Linked DNA regions of Mus musculus: all the other regions are linked to region 1. The links are chromatin contacts, called in public HiChIP or PLAC-seq and promoter capture Hi-C maps. All regions are on one chromosome and are shown on one strand. The core of a region is the stretch at or near the end of the contact, and the rest is flanking DNA. Distances in the headings are between cores, read along the strand shown.

Region 1 (3,167 bases), core at 290-2,789:
TGCTTGAATTTGGTTACTGGGGACATTTATTTGTCTTTTTGGAGACTTTACATTCACAAGTTCAGTTAGAGCCCATGTTTGGTACTGAGATGCCAGAAACTGCAGGGGAGGTCTCTCTCATTCTTTCCGCCATAGTCCCCATCCTATTTAAAGTGTCCCTAAGGAAAATCCAAGCATCTCTATGGCTGAACATGAGTCTAGAGGGCACATTCGAAAGGTCCCTACATCTGTGGACTTTCTTTTTGTTTGAGATAAGGGCTCAATGTATATCCCAGGCTGCCCTGGAACTTACTAAGTAATCCAGGAAGGCCTGAAAAATATCATTTTTCTGTCTCAGCCTCATGAGTGCTAGGACTATAGGCAGATGTCACACCTGGCTTCTGGGGACTTCTCAGAAACTGTTAATGAAATGTCAAGTGTAACGTAGGCACACAGTAGATGTGGGCTTGGACTAACAGTGCCAAAGCTGGAGTCTGGCATCGTGGCTCGCTAAGATTTCAGTGAGGTGCCATTTATATCTACTTTATTAATACATTAGAGAATTTTTGCCTTATCTTGGAAATTTAGCAGTGCTGGGCACTTAACCATTTGCTAAAGGTCCCCATGTTCCAAGTCTCCTAGGAGAGAATTCTCCTGCCTCCCTGCACTCATACTTAGGACTGTGGCTGGTAGACAGCAGGCAGCTAACCCACGTGGACTGTCTTTTGTGATTGTACTAGAGAAGATGGATGTCTGAGGGGACTTCAAGGTGCGTCCTAAAGAAGCAGCTGTCCAAGGGAGACACTTTGTTCCTGACCACAGCTGGCTCTATTGGCTGACAGTTGTTGAGATATCTTCTGCCCAGATGTTCTCCTCTAATGCCACAAGGGAAATCCTGAAAACTTTAACGGTCTGGATCACCTACTTCTAAGATAGGCTTGCTGACTGCATATCCAGTCTCTTTCCAACTTTGCCAGTGTGTGCTTTTCTGAAAAGGCTAGACTTCACACACACACACACACACACACACACACACACACACACACACACGGTACTTTACATGCAGCAAATGGAATTATTTATTTTAAGTAAAAACACGTAAGGACCTCTTCAGTGTTCAGTACCGATCTTCCCTGAGCAGAAGGCATGTTGGCTATCCTCAGCCTCCCCGCTAGTCAGCTCTGCCAGGTTAGCACTTATGTGACGATTAGCCACATGCGTGTCTAGTTAAGTGTCTCTAAGGCATGATGTTCCCAGGCTATTTATCCCACAGGGCTTGAGCACCCATCTCAGTTGTTGTTTGTTTGTTTGTTTTTAGATGAATCAACTGTCATCTGTGGAGCTTTCTGTGCAGGGCACAGGACAGAAGAGGGAGGAATAGGCGTGTCCTAGCTGGAAAGAGAAAGGCCTGGCCCTGGAGGGCGGGACTTGGCAGTGTGGAGGGCGGAGCCCGGCTGCGGTGGGCTGGGTCTGGCCCTGGAGGGCGGAGTCTGGCTGTGGAGGGCGGGGCCTGACCGCGGAGGCGGGCGCGCCACAGCAACCCAGCCTCATTTCCCTCATTTCCTCGCGCGCGCCGGAAGTGGCGGTGCTCCGCGGCGGCGCGCCGGGCCGGCCCCGCGCAGGGCGCTGGCCAGGTGTGCAGGTCCCCAGAGGCGGCGACGCTGAGCGGCGGGCGCGGTGAGTACCGCCGTGTCCTGCCGCGCCTCTGGGCAGCGGCCGGTCCCCTCGGACGAGCCCTCCGGGACGCCGCTGGGCGCGGCGCTTCCTTGACGCGCCCTCCCGAGGCTGGTCCCGTTTTGGAGACCGCTGCTGCCAGGGACCGCTGGTTTGCGTGTCAGGTTTTTTTTTTAACCTCCTCGTCATCATCTCTGCTGAGTGGCTAAACTTTTTACTGTGGGGTTGAACGCGCCCACTGGCAGCAGCCCTCCTGCCTCTGACAAAACGCTCCCCTTTAAAAGATGCTCTTGGAGTAGGAATTGATGATCGCCGGAACCTGGATAAAAACCAAAAACGGAGAACTGTCAGAAGGACCAGATAGTTTAGAAAATTCCTGCATTTCTGAGCAACTGGCTGGGTAATTTGTCAAATACCACAGCGGTACTTGTGTTTGTGATGATGACATTGGCGGCATGACAGTTTGGTTACAAATCTAACGCTTTTCTTCTTAAGTCCTCATTAAATCTGAAGGTGTGCTTTAGCTTGTTTTTGAAATGTACATGCAGTGTCCTGACAGTTCATGCCACTGAAGGCCCCTGGGCCTTTAATACCTTGGGGATTAATGCCATCTCTTAAAGGTGCATTTAAAAAAGCACCTCTGATTTCCGAAGTAATAAAAAGGTGTTTTATGGCATAATATTCGGGAATATTTGCTACTATCTTTTTTAAATTATGTGACTAAAAGAATATAAAAAGGGTGTTGTGTTTTCAGTATATGAGGCTTAGAAGTGTTGATATTAAACAACCAGCTTTAGTTTCAGATAATTAAGAAATTACTGTTTATCCATCTACACTCCTTTTGTAGTGGTATAAAATATAAAAAAACGTCAACAAATGCATGAAAATGAACTGTCTGTGAATCATTACATGCTTCTTACCTTGTCTGCTGCTACACACATCAGATTTTAATTGTACAACATTCCCATAGTGCTCTGCTTCTTCCAAATAGGTTACCCCTGCTTCCCCATTAAGAGTTCTGACTTCTTTCATCAGCCATTAGTTTGGACTATTTTAAGCTTCATGTTAATGGAGTTAATATATAGTATTCTCAGAATATTGCTGTGGAAGTCACTGTTCGTGTTTTTTGATATGATATCATTCATATCATGGTATGGTGTTGATAATTCTTTCTTATAGTGTAATGTGCCATTCTGTGATGTGATTGTTCTTCTGTTCATGAATGTGTGCTTCCAGATTTGTGTATTATTTGTTTTAGGTTTTAGGGGTGTTATAACATTCTTGTGAATGTCTTAGTATGTGAATACATTTCTGTCAGATGTAAAATGGCTGAGACCTACAATAGGAAAAAAATTACATCCTAACTAACGTGGACTCTTTCTTTTTTAAAAGATTATCTTAACTAATACAGAAGTGAAGGTTGGTTTTAAAAATATGAGTTAAGGCATGGTGGTGCACACCTTTCATCCCAGCACGCAGGAGGCAGAGGACAGTGTATCTCTGTGAGTTCCAGG
Region 2 (3,167 bases), core at 299-2,798, 340 kb before region 1:
ACAACGAGATGGCTGGTCCTCACCAACCCAAGGCTATGAGTGTCATCTGAGAGCGTCTGAGGCCAAGACTTTCCCATTTGGTTTTACCCTGCCCATCTATTGTTTCCGCCAGTGTGTGTGAGTGTCCTCATTGATGACTTCTTCTGTTCTATTACTCTGAAGGCTCTGTGAAGGGACCAAAGAGATGGGGCAGAGGTGACGAGTGCTGGGTCCACTTCCAGAGGACCAGGGGTTCATTTCCCAGTGCCACATTATGGCTCACGACTGATCGTCACTCCAGTTCCAAGGGATCAGATGCCCCCTTCTGGCTTCATCATGCATGTCTCCCACATGATACACAGACATGCAGGCCCAAACCCATATACACAAAATAAAACAGCCCCGGGAAGCAGCTTGCACGTTGGAAAAGGAAATTTGGGGTGCCCTAAGTCTATGTTCCAGGACCATCATTATGTTCAGTTCACAATAACCCCTTAGAGTTATCCCCTTAGAGGCAAGAGCTGTGTTTCTGTGCCAACAATACCTTTATCCTGAACCTTGCAGGCTGTTTGGTCCCCTTGTCTCTTAAGTTGGCCTTTTGAGGACCAGTCAATGAGTCTGAGTCCTTATGGCTGCCCGGGGCTCAGTCGTTGATCTTAAAAGCTCTGGCACCATATATGCTATATGTATACATTTATGTGTAAAAATTGTAACTTTCGTATGAAGAATGTAATATTTCCATATTTCTAAGGTTAGTACAGTGCGGACTAAAGTTATGGCCAAGGACATATACAAGTTGTTTTACATATTCAGGACATCGTTCTTAGTGAGAGGATAAGAATGGCATTCTGCATCGGTAGGATACAACTTTAAAAATTTGGCCAGGGGGAGGCGGGGACTAACATGTAGGGCACTTTACTTGGTGTATTCTTTTGGTTTATATATACTGTACATATTTTTTTAGTTTCTCGCGTTTCGTGTTATCGTTTACATAGTTTTGAAAGGTAGTAATCCTAAGACAAAATTGCAAGCTCCTTGGATGTAAACTTCAAGTATTTAAGCTACCCCACCGTACACACTGCGCACCCTCTGACGGCCTTCTGTCTAACTCCGCAGGGTGCCCATTGCTTGTTCAATCATCCCCTTAAAGATCAGGCCTTAGGGAAGCAGCGCAGCGCTCAACAGTGAGGTACTCAGAGCCAAACTTCATAACGTGATCACACACGGAGTCATCGCGGAGGCTTCTGGAAAGCGTAGTCCAGAAAGGAGGGCCGTTAGGCGCATGGGCAGAGCCCTCGCCTGTCAGCTGAGGAACTTTTGTCCTTCGTCTTGCGGGGGACACCGAGCCCCGCGGCATCCCCCGATTTGAGGGGTTCTCCGATTGCGGCGGGCGGGCGGGCGAGCGAGCACGCGATCCTGTGGGGCGGCGGCGGGAGGAGCGCGCTGGGCGGGCTGAGGAGGGGAGGGGAGGGGAGGGAAGGGGAGGGGAGAGGAGGGGACATCAGCGGGAGGCAGGCGGGTCTGAGCCACCGCCCGGGTGACGTGGCACCCACTCGCCTTGTCCTCCCGCCACGTCGGCGTCCTCCCGCTTCTCAGCCATCCCCGGGCATCTGCAGCGGAGGCCGCTGTCACCGAGGTGAGAATCGCTCAGGGCGCACGGAGCAGGGCAGTCTTGCAGAGTGCTGTGGAACAAGCAGGGCGGGCTGCTGCTTTTCCAGCAGAGCCAGGTCCTTTCATCTGGGCCCCTCAAAGCTGTTCACAGAGGCTGTTTGGTTTACCCAGTACCTGCGGGTGGTCGTAATCCTCTATTGTTTAACTCTGCCGGGCTTGTCTCTTCCACGCAGTCCTGTCTGCGTCTGCTTTCCGTGCAGCCGCTGAGGACACAGCCTTGAAGCATACTTGATCATACCTGGAGTCTTCTATTCCTAAAACTCCTCCAGCCTCCTCTGGATCCCTTAGTGTGAGAGATTAATTAAGGCTCTCCCTCCCCATATCCCTCAGCTATCCTTTGTTAGACTGTTGAACAGTTATTTGGAAGTACAGTATTGCTTTTTAAAAAAAGGTCTTTCAGTATTAAATTTTCCTGAGAATCTGGGAATTATATACACTCACCCTCTAAGGGAATAGAAGTAAAACAGATTGGGGGTGGGGTGTCGATCTGGCCTTGGAGCTCCAGACTAGTTTGGAGCTGTTGAAACTCCTGCCTCAGCCTCCAGGATGCTGGGTTTACAGGTGTGTGCCACCCCGTCCAGCAGAGACAGATCTAAAAGATGAGAACTGTTGTTCATTTGTGTTCTCTGTTACGAAGGAGATTTCCTAAGGCTGATGATTGGCGCATTTGTATCTGGCCTTATACATTAGGCCTTTGGTATGCACCCGGCTGACTGGAATTAAGCATTTGGTTTTTTGTTTGTTTGTTTTTGTTTTTAATCTATATACACGATATACCTTTTTAGGGAATATGGTACTAAAACTGTTGTCTAATTAATTAATGACTTTATTTATGTATTTATTTGAAATAATGTCTCACTATGTAGTCCAAGCTGGTCTAGCTCTCGTTCTATAGCTTAAACCAGCCTTAATCTTGCTATCTGCCTGCCTCGGCCTTTACAGTGCTGGGGCTAGAAGTGTGCCTCACTCCATGTGGCTTCAAATTGCTATTTTTGAAGGTAATTTTGTTTCAAAGCTTCATTTGTTTCAAAGCTAGATTTGGCAGCCATGCAACAGTTCATTAAGATGTAATTTAATTTCACCCCACCCCCCTGTTTCAGCCTGTTTTGAGAGGCCAGTCAATTACAGGGATCTAAACCTGTTGTGTGGCTGTCAAGGCTTGACCGGAGGCTGCACAGAGGGTTATTCACCATGATTTAATTCCTTTCACTTTAAGAATAATAGCATTGAAACTAAGTCCCAATGCCGGTAGCAGACATAGCAACAGAACCAAAAGGAATCATATATAAGAGAAAATGGATCACATGTAAGGTTCTTGAAGAAGTGCTCCGTTTTCTTTTTGCTTTGAGAAACTGTAATTTAGGGAGAAGAAATGCCTGGTATTTGAAAGCTTTAAGATGACTTTCTAGCTTTGGAGGAATGTAATATTAACAGAAAAAAAATGTTACTTCCAATATAAACAGCCAAGGTCCCCTGTTTGCATATGTTACAGTTCCTTTGAAATGAATCTGTTCTTT
Region 3 (3,167 bases), core at 349-2,848, 320 kb before region 1:
GATTTGTTCCTGGAGCAAAAATAGAAAAATCACTGGAGAAGGGAGAGTTGAATAAATCCTATAGTTTACTTCTTTTCATAATAAGTGTTCCTCAGAGACATCATCTGCTCACTTGAGTTAAATATGTGTGAACACTATGTTGATCTGTTTTCCCCCTAAGATTTGAGGTTCATGCAGCCCATGTGGGCCTTGAACTGTCTATGTAGCGAGAGACCAACATCTTTCTGGGGATGGTCAGCCTGGCCCAGCAGAAGCAGCTATCCTTTTAATGCTATTCAGCACTAGGGTTGTGGCTTCTCTCTCTTTTATCCAGAGAATATTCATGATGATGATCTTTTAGTTTAGACTACTTTCCAGGATTTTATATAAATTTGTTTCACATTCACAAACTAATTAGTTAGTTAAAATATTACATAATTTTCCCCTTCCCTGTCCTCCCTTCTACCTCTACCCTATATCTAACTCCCCTTTCTCCACAGCCTTTTTTCTTTAACCACTCTTTTTACACACACACACACACACACACACACACACACACACACACACACACAAATAGAAACTTCTGCATCCCTCAGTGTTGCCTGCAGGTGTATGCCTTTGGGGACTGACTGACCACTTGGTATTGGACAACAACTCATGGGGCTCACCCCTGGGGAAGACTAATTCTCTCTCTCTCTCTCTCTCTCTCTCTCTCTCTCTCTCTCTCTCTCTCTCTCTGTGTGTGTGTGTGTGTGTGTGTGTGTGTGTGTGTAGTTGCTGATTGTCTGCAATTCTTCATCTTGGGATGCCAGGAGAGAAGCGAGGCCTATAGCACGAGGCTAGTGAGATCATGAATCTTATAGGAAACCCTACCACTGCCACTGTCCCAAAGTAGCACAATTCATAACTACATTCCCTATACGTATCATTATACCCACAGGTAAGCGTAGCTCTCATCCCTTAACAAAGACATTCTTTTTACAGCAGTTAGAGACCATTACCGAAGGACACACCTTGTCAAAATACAGTGAGCAACTGAGGGAAGAGTTCTCAGCCCAACTGATATAACACTCCTCCACCTAAGGCTCGAGCAATGCTGCAGAAGACCTGGTAGAGATTTTAAGAGCCAGAGGATAGGGAAGTCTGATGTGAGATTGTGTCTTGTAGCTAGGACAGGGAAGCCACGCCTATGAAATCTCAGCAAAGTGACCAAGTCCTGAACTATTCCAACACCAGTTGACATTCCAACATAATTTTTAACACATCTTTCCTTCTTTTTGAGTGTAGAAAATATATTAATTTGATCCCCAGTCCCCAGGGTAGTGACAGAAGGCTGGCGCTAGATAGAATAAAGATACAGAAAACTGTCGCGGTGTACCAGAAAGTCCCATCCTGGGAAATGAGTCTGACAAGGTCGTGTTTACACTGCAAACACCTTTACTTCTTACATAAAGTAACCCTGGTTTCTAGACGCCTTCAACAGCATCATTTTACAATACAGAGTGAGACAGGAGCTGACTCCGTTTTCCAGGCAACAGTCCTTCTTCCAACACTGGACGTGGAGACCCCACTACGAGCACCGTTGGGCGCACCGCCCCTTCCTCTGCGCATGCGCAAACTGCAGTCCTGCTCCTGGTCCATCCGTGGCCTCGCGTACCTCCTGGGAAACAACTCCTGGCCTTCGGCACGGTGCACTGCAGGAGCGGCGGGTGAGCCTTAGACAGCATCAAGGGCGGAGGGTTCTGGGAGCTCGGGCCATCCTGGTCGCTGTTGGCAGCAACCAGGGACCAGCGGGGTGGAGGGCTGTATGGGGAAACGCCGGGGTGCGCTGGGACTCCATGGCTCGGGCTTGCGGGATCCGGATAGTCCCGCACTTCTGCAGAGCTAATCTAGGGCCTCTAGCTCGTGCTACGCCTGCGCATTTTGCCCACTAGGCGGGGAAGATGCGGGGTGGTTGGGCGGAACCCTGAGGAGTTGACTCACGCATGGCGCGAGCGTGACGCGGTGACGCATCCGTTCTCTGGCTGCTGGGGCTAGATGCTGGGATGTGGGGGGCGAGCGGGTAAGCCAGGTCCCGAGTGAATGAATTACTGGGACAGAATAACCTACCCGAGACTCGGTTTCCTTTTGTGCACAGTGTGACTATTACGAATACTTGCTGCAATTTTCTTTTCTTTTCTTTTTTCTTTTTCTTTTTTTTTTTTATTTTTAAGCTACTACTAGGGAGCCCACCCTCGCAGGGGGCCTTTGGACTGGTCCCTAGGGCGCAGTGTTTGGAGTGGAAGAGGAAAGTGGTTAGCTAGCCACCAAACCTCCTGCCCCCTCACACACCCGGGATCCCAGTTCTGAATTTGGTTCTCGCTCATGTGTTTTGTGAAAATGACAGTGTCCTGAAACCATGGAAGACTGTGTGCTCGCCGAAAGTCTGGGACAAGTTTAAGGAGAGAGGTGAGCTGGAGTTGAGAGAGATGGGTGCATACAGGCTGCACATGGAATGCTAGTTCTTGGAAAACGATTGGGAGTGAAAGGCTCACAGGTCCGGAATTGCTATCACTGCCCCTACCTCCACATCTTATGCATCCCTCCTACCTGGTTAACTGTGGAGAGGCGGTCCCTTAGACTCTTGACTCATGTGAAGGTGGCATGTAGGGACACGCTTGCTATTATGGCCATATGTTTCCATCGGACAGTAGTGTAGGTGGGTCCTGAGAATCTCAACATCTTGCAGGTTTTTAGTGACACAACCGGGGCCTGCAGATGGCTGTATATTTTGTCTCTTTGAGGTGCAAGTTTCTTATCAAGCGATCGTTTTGAGAATTGTAAGCAAGCAACTTGGAATGTAAGCAAATACATTTTGAAATTTTTATCTTGCCTTAAAAGCCCCGTTCATTTCCTTGACTTACCTGACTTCAAGGGATTAATGGTGTTAGATTTAACAAAACCTCCTGATTCCCACCGCTGTCTCCGCACTCCCTCATTTTCCTTGATCATCAGTCCGGACAAGCCCATAGCCTTTCCTCCTTTAGATTATCATTTGCTGAATTAAAAAGATTGTCTCATGTTTTTAATTCTCCTGTAAGTTGGGTGCTAAGGGAAAACAAGCGTTTGCATTCATTCAGTGCAAAGGATCTAAACTCAACTTATGTTAGAGCCACACCTGAAGAAGTAACACCTTGCTTGTGGCTGCA

Evidence for each region. Promoter capture Hi-C pulls out the DNA fragments that hold promoters and counts their contacts. HiChIP or PLAC-seq counts read pairs in DNA pulled down with a chosen protein or histone mark.
Region 2: a contact with region 1 is called in a promoter capture Hi-C map of liver, with 4 times the contacts expected there. The contact joins the promoter of Zfp9 here to the promoter of Csgalnact2 in region 1. A contact is called at or near these places in 6 of 39 promoter capture datasets (the C10 cell line, hippocampal neurons, liver and 2 more), 1 of 115 datasets of contacts at active chromatin or transcription factors (pancreatic cancer cells) and 2 of 9 other capture datasets (adipose tissue and pancreatic islet).
Region 3: a contact with region 1 is called in an HNF4G HiChIP or PLAC-seq map of pancreatic cancer cells. The contact joins the promoter of Zfp248 here to the promoter of Csgalnact2 in region 1. A contact is called at or near these places in 4 of 39 promoter capture datasets (the C10 cell line, pre-B cells and stem cell-derived epiblast-like cells), 8 of 115 datasets of contacts at active chromatin or transcription factors (bone marrow-derived macrophages, effector CD8 T cells, embryonic stem cells and 3 more) and 3 of 9 other capture datasets (adipose tissue, liver and macrophages).

The regions. Positions count from the first base shown.
Region 1 is chr6:118,137,512-118,140,678 of GRCm38.p6, reverse strand. It overlaps Csgalnact2 (chondroitin sulfate N-acetylgalactosaminyltransferase 2), which reads left to right and starts at 1,539. Exons shown (of 8, transcript NM_030165.3): 1 at 1,539-1,656.
Region 2 is chr6:118,477,654-118,480,820 of GRCm38.p6, reverse strand. It overlaps Zfp9 (zinc finger protein 9), which reads left to right and starts at 1,548. Exons shown (of 6, transcript NM_011763.2): 1 at 1,548-1,615.
Region 3 is chr6:118,453,937-118,457,103 of GRCm38.p6, reverse strand. It overlaps Zfp248 (zinc finger protein 248), which reads left to right and starts at 1,598. Exons shown (of 6, transcript NM_028335.2): 1 at 1,598-1,688; 2 at 2,193-2,427.